Linked DNA regions of Zea mays: region 2 is linked to region 1. Evidence: chromatin contacts called from public Hi-C data. All regions are on one chromosome and are shown on one strand. The core of a region is the stretch at or near the end of the contact, and the rest is flanking DNA. Distances in the headings are between cores, read along the strand shown.

Region 1 (3,368 bases), core at 370-2,869:
GATTACAAACCCACACACATACACCTAACACAAACCACTGCTAACAGCAACACACATCACAAAACGAAAGAATCGATAACCAAAATATGTGCAGTGGGTTCCTAAAATGGCATCCAGAGGATGCAGAACTGGTGAACCCTGGCAGCACACACCGCAAAAGCCCCTCCCTCCTCATAATAATGCTCACGCTCAGAGTGGCGTAGTTGAACACTAGGTCATTAAGATGTTTCCAGTTTACCAAGCTACGATGATCAAACTGTTGGACCTTTTCCTGTAAGCCTTTCCAATAAGATTGGTCACGCAACAACACAATCTGGAGAAAACATCCCATGTCCAACTGAAGCCACACAGCAACCCAATTTTCTTGAAGATGACAAACCACACTCGTTGAACCACCACACAAGAGACAGGCAAACACTGAATTCATTGGCTTCACCACAGAGGGAAGAGGATGCTGGGTGAGCCAAGGCAAGCTATGCTTGAAAACTTATCCATGGTCCAACATCGATTAAGCACAGCCAGCATGTGCTCTTTATCACATACAATCATCATGCACATAAAGTCAACTTGAGCTGCAGCTATGTGTAAAAACTTTATTTTCCTAAGTTTATTTTATGCAAGCAAAAAAAAAACACATACAAGTTTTTCTGTCAAAAAGCTGGAATACCAAACCCCAAAACAGCCAGGCAGCATCTTCGCTGCCAAAAGTTTCAGCCCAGTAGCTCAACATTCCATGCTGTAATTCTAGAAAAAGAAATAGGAAAAAAACGAACTCCCTGAAAAATTCGTTTCCATAATTCCATTCCATATATTAGAAATGTCAAATACAGATTCCGAAATATAGAAGATTTTCATCAACTTAACTCACAAAGTAACACAAAATTCGAGGCATCGAACCATTAGATTTCACCAGTTCCGCCAACCACTCCTGTTATGAAAGGAAATGGACATTCCCACACTCAAAGGTCACAGGAACTTGACAAACGGGGACAAAGCAAATGGAAGTTAGGCGAGCGTACCAAAAGCATGAAATTCCGCTCGAACTTAGTAAAATCTAAACACACTAGGAAGAGAGAGGAAAGAATTTGGCGCCAGAACACAAGATTTCACACATCGACGATGACAAATCGAGGAACGCCTGAGTCCAGGGCTCAGCCGCCAAGACACTCATGCCCAAGAGCATCCACGGACCACGGATCACGCCAAACAGAAGAGGAGAAACAAGCGACGTGAAGCTAATTACACTTAGAGGGAAAGCAATCAAGGCGATAGGCGGGCCAATCCTCACCCGAGGATGTTAACGCGGAGGTTGAAGGACAGATGCAGGAAGAGCTGGTAGAGGTGGCCCAGGTCCGCGGCGTTGCCGTGGGAATAGAGCACCGTGGACGCGGCGTCCGGGTGGCGCACGTACATCGCCGCCAGCGTGTTCCCTTTGCGGGTGCGGAAGCGCAGCAACTCGACGTTCTCCCGGTGCGGCTGGCCGCTGAGCGTGGTGACCCCCGCACCGGCGTCCTCCACCAGCGCGTACGACGGCGGCGTCGGCGGGAAGAAGGCCATCTTCGCCGCCACACTCGAGGTCACCCCTCCCATCCTGATCCGTCACTCCTCGGTATCTAGTCGGTAGGGAGCTAGCTGGCCAGCTTGCGAAAGCTTCTTGTTTCAGATGTACTGCTTCTGAAGTGTTTAGCTCTATATCGGCTCTACAAACGACGGCCCGTGCACAGATGCACAATACCTATCGAGTCCACTCATCCGGCAACCAATGGCACCAAGTATTTATTTCAAAGAACCCCGTGCTCAACTTCTAAGCTCTCCTTTCTTTTTTGCAAAAACAGACCCGCACGCCATCTTGCTCTATACGTTTCTGCTTCTCTTGTACGCCGGCGACTCCTCGCCTACCGTCGCCGCCGTCACGTGTCGTAGGGGCATGGAGGAGCCACCTCCACTCTGCCCTAGTGGCAGCTTGATGGCACTCCTCACTGCTATGGACGAGCGAGGGGTACCTGGTCTTAGTGGTCAAGGCCATCTTGAAGACCATCAAATTTAACATGAGCATCGTCTTGGTGATAAACTTCACTTCGGAGTTTTTTTCATCGGATTTTAGTTCTGCATTTTATTAAAAACGACTTTAGAGATTTTTCACCTTTACTTGGTAATAAAATTTAAGCTCTGCATTCACTTAGAAACGATTTCGTAGCTTTCTCATCTTTACTTGGTGATAAAACTTTAGCTCCACGTTTCCTTAATAATAACTTTGGAGCTTTCTCACATTTACTTGGTGTTAAAACTTTAGCTCTAAATTCACTTAAAAAAGACTTCGGAGATTTCTCACCTTTACTTGGTGATTCAACTTTAGCTCTGCATTCCTTTAGGAACGACTTCGGAGCTTTCTCACCTTTACTTGGTGATAAAACTTACCTTCGTATTGGAGGTTTTTGGAAATCGGATCACTTGCTGACTTTGATATAACTTGTTTTTTTTTGGGGAATAGCATCATTATTGCCTTTAGGTGTTCTTTGCCTAATTATTACATCTTCGGACCCGTTAAAAAACCTTATCCCCTTTATAAGGAAAAAGGGTGCCGAAGCTTGGCATTAGATATAGTATCTTCAGAGCTCGTCGGCATTCCATGACCTTGAATGTCGTTTTCTTCCATGTCCTTCAATCTGTATGAGCCTGATCTGTTGGAAGCTAAGACCAGGAAAGAGCATTCCCACTTCACTTACAATTTTCTCGTTGCATCTGGGTTAGGTACTCTTCGGAGTACGAGATGACCTAGTGCTATGCTCTTTAGTTTCACTTTCCTGTATCTCCATGTGGATTGGAGTGTATTGGAATGGATTGAGATGAATTTTGACTTATTATGGATTTAAACCGACTCAATACCACACAATCCACATGGATTAACGGCGAAACGAACATGCCCTGATGGTTTCTGCTTGATACTTCCTTATATGCTCGATTGCTTCAAGCCTTGACTCTTCTATTATATCCTTCGAGATTTTTTCATCATCCTGATTTTGAGTCAAAGCTATGACTCTTGCTGACCCCAACCTGACTTCTTCAGGGGTAACTGCTTCGTCCCCGAAGAGAAGCTTGAACTGTGTAAAATCAGTTGTTGGGGACTCGTTCTCAAATGCTATGAATTAAGAACAAGGCAACATAAAATGTTAAATGTTAATGCCCTTCGTCCGCTGAAGCATTATTTCCTTAAGGATTTAATGAACTTCGGACGAAGGTTAAAGACGGTACAATTACGAAGGTTGAATCTCCGTAATTGAACTCTCAGAGATTGTATAAAATAATTCGAGATATGAAGCATTAACGACAAGTAAATTATAAATAAACAACATCATTCTCATATTATA
Region 2 (3,278 bases), core at 658-3,157, 350 kb after region 1:
AGTTGATTATTACATAACTGAGTACTGAGTGCTTAAACTTATTACATCTTCGGGAGGCAAAACACCCTCCCTAGGTAGGTTTTAGTGTTCTTCTTCTTGCTTTGGAACCACCTTGGAACAGAAACAACAGAACTTAGCAGTTTCATCACCTACAACAACATGGGTTTGAAAACCCTGAGTATGGAGTGTACTTTCGCAAGTCTTACTCGTCAAAGGAAAATGACTATCAAGGATATGTTGGCCTTTAGGAATCAAGGTAAAGCTTATCAAGATTCAAAGACTCTTTTTTGCAGAAAATCTTACTATGATTGGATCCTTAAGAATTCATTTTACTCATCAGGTCAAGTAATAACCTGCATCTAGATTTCTTTCTATTCTTAGATCAAGCACTTGGCCTATACTAGCCATCTTTTATCACTCCTTCAGTTCACTTGCTGCTACGTGTAAGTCAGTGATCAAGTCTTCATGTCCGAGAAGTAACGACGATCCAAATCGATTAATACCCAGCTGGGTATCTCCAACCACACGACATGTGTATCACTTAACCCTTGCATATGTCAACTTGCACCCGGGTTTCTCAAGACTAGAATGGGTTCACGCCAACCGAGGGCACAGATACTCCACCATCTAGCCTCTTGCCACAGAGGATACATGCTACTCTCGCCATCTCTCCACTCCCATTGTGTGGTAGCCTTCCTGGTATTGGTCCAACTGAGGCAAAGCTTACCCATGACGAGGCATATGGCTAGTTGAAAGGTCCTCGACCAGCAGGCCTACATCGGCTCGGTCATTAAGCGACTCAGACAGAGACACTACACATAGACTCCCTTCTCGTGTAAGTCACTCGCCCGGTCTCGTCTTTATTACCTAAACCCTAAAGTTTGGTACCTAACATAGGTACTTCTTTTTAGATGTTGAACCCATCACGACCATGATGGATCAACCATCATCATTCTTTTCTTTGTAAAAATTCCCATCCCATGTGAATCATCACCTTTTTCAAAACAAAACCTTTTGTTTTCTATAGCAAGACTAAGCATTAGAAAACTTGTTTAAAACAGGCAACAAGGAATGGTAACCAATTTTCCAAGGAAGGAAATGCATCAATTGTTTATCACACAATTCCTATCACCTAATGCATCATATAAGGTGATAAAGATTTTAAAATAACAAGGAAAAGGGATAATGCACCAGGGCTTGCCTTGTGTTGCAGGAGGTTCAGGTTCCACACCGCAGATGTCGAAGTAAAAGTTGTTCTCCACTGGAGGATTCTCAGTCTGGGAGACAACCTCTTCTTCTACTACAGTTTCTTCCTCGTGTTCTATACATGATAATACTTGTACATGAATGCTTATGCTATGTCATGATATGCAGTTACACAATAGAAATACAATAAGTTGCAACTTGAATACAACTTTCCTTCATGGTACAATTCAATCACTAAGGTTTTCTCGTTAGGTATTCTTTTACGATTAGTATTAAGTAATTAATCCTATGAGACCAGTCATTAGGTTTCTGGTCAAACAGTGTCCAAACTATTTCAAACTTCACTAAAGGGCTCTAATCATCTTATTAAGCCTACCCAAAATGTTTTATGATTTTTGGAATTATTCAACAATTTCTAAAATTCTAAAAGGCTTGGTCTAAGCACCTTTAAATGCTATATAATTTAGAGTTTGAAATAAAAATCTTGCAATTATTTTTATTAAATACTACTTGATATTATGAATTTAGAAAAATTGATTTCATAATTTTTTCCATTTTTCTACAATTTTGCACACATTTCCTAAGTGGTCAGCAAAAAGAAAAGGAGAATTCTATAATAGAACTGGGTCAAAATCGGCCCAACTGGTCCAAGTCCATGCAGAACTGTGCGCCCCCGCAACCCGCGCTGGCAGATTTACACCGAGACCCCTGGCCGTTCAATCAACTTGGAAAGAGCCCATGTCCTGTTTCTATGTCTCTCTGACACTTTTCCTTCTGACCCCCCGATTCTTTCATTTTCACAATTCTCGTCCCCGAGCCCGGCCGACGGCGTTAACGAAATTAAACCCTGGTCATGGTGGCGTGAAGCTTGGGCACTCTTTTAAACACTCTTTAATTGCAATCCTATCCTAACCCGAATGATTTTGGGGCAGGAACCTAGTTAACAGGCACTGCATAGACCCACCCACGACCACGACGGGGTTCTAGGTTCACGACGTCGTTTTCCCAAGGCAACAACACCGTGGAGCTCAAACAAATAGAATGGGTAGCACTAGTAGTTCACGTAGTATATAATGCTCACGTGAGCCGGCTCAGGACAAGTGGGAATTGGTCGGTCAACACAGGTGCAGTTCATGGATCTAATACGCGGCGTCGAGCTCGCGTTCCAAGCTATTCAGAATAGCAATGACCAAACGACCACTTCGGTGAGCTTCTCCAACAAACACAAACATTGGAACGCTAAACCAGGGGCGCAGAACCATATCGTGCACGCCTGGCCACGCGAGGTTGAGACGTCGGCGACGTGGTCACCAGACACGCGAAGCTACATGGCCAGAGGCTGGAGTGTTTCCAGGGTATAGTTTGGGGGAAGTGAAGGCAACAATACTGTGTTGAAGTCACTCACAACGGGTTATGAGAATGGCAAGGATCTCTCCTTTACTCCCCTTCCACCCCCTCGGTTATCCTTTATATGGACAGAGCCGACTCAATTGATGGCTGGGTTTAGAGGATGGACAGAGATGCCTAACTGGATGAGGCTATCACCTACATGATCGCAAGTGCGTGGCTCATCTCCAAGAATCCACGCATGGCTTAGGAGCACATTAAGGAAATAGACATGGTAGATTTTTACCACCACCGAGCACAGCAGATAAGGCTGCCTAGGTAGATGTCTTCCAGTTCACTTGGGATATTTCAGTGATGGTTAAAGTCTTGAACACCCCTGCTATTCACCTCACCTTTATCTCCATCTTTACACAAAAGTGAAACACGGTAGGGAGAAAAGATCTTCTGCAGATATTTCAGATTACCCTGAACTTCATTACCTGACTGAACCTTCCCTGGCCAGCCCTCCTTTTCTCTCCATATATGATAATAACAAATCAGTATCTATTAACAGAACTTATTCACTAATCAAAGATCTTCAAAGTCACTATAGGGTTCTTAGACCCAAACCTCATAAATCCAAAGTTATGGTGCCCAAAATTCAGCTATACTACGCTGGTACCTTTTCCTTGGTCTGAATTTTTGATTTACAGTTACCCTCCCTTCTTTTCCTCTGACAGAAGCAG

The links. Hi-C and Micro-C count contacts between places; a contact is called where the count stands out from the background.
Region 2: a Hi-C map of ear shows a contact between it and region 1, with 7 times the contacts expected there. The contact joins the enhancer-like site here to the promoter of LOC100273334 in region 1. A contact is called at or near these places in 2 of 25 Hi-C or Micro-C datasets (ear and leaf).

What each region holds. Positions count from the first base shown.
Region 1 is chr1:148,892,620-148,895,987 of Zm-B73-REFERENCE-NAM-5.0, forward strand. It overlaps LOC100273334 (alpha/beta-Hydrolases superfamily protein), which reads right to left and starts at 1,620. Exons shown (of 5, transcript NM_001147775.1): 1 at 1,289-1,620. The coding sequence starts at 1,590.
Region 2 is chr1:149,243,649-149,246,926 of Zm-B73-REFERENCE-NAM-5.0, forward strand. No RefSeq gene overlaps it. Among protein-coding and RNA genes, the nearest start is that of LOC103639397, 6.9 kb to the right of the region's middle. Within about 2 kb of position 1,908, at least 14 of the 20 cell types and tissues checked have an H3K27ac peak or open chromatin away from gene starts, as enhancers often do. A contact at or near this core is called in ear and leaf, where this site is marked.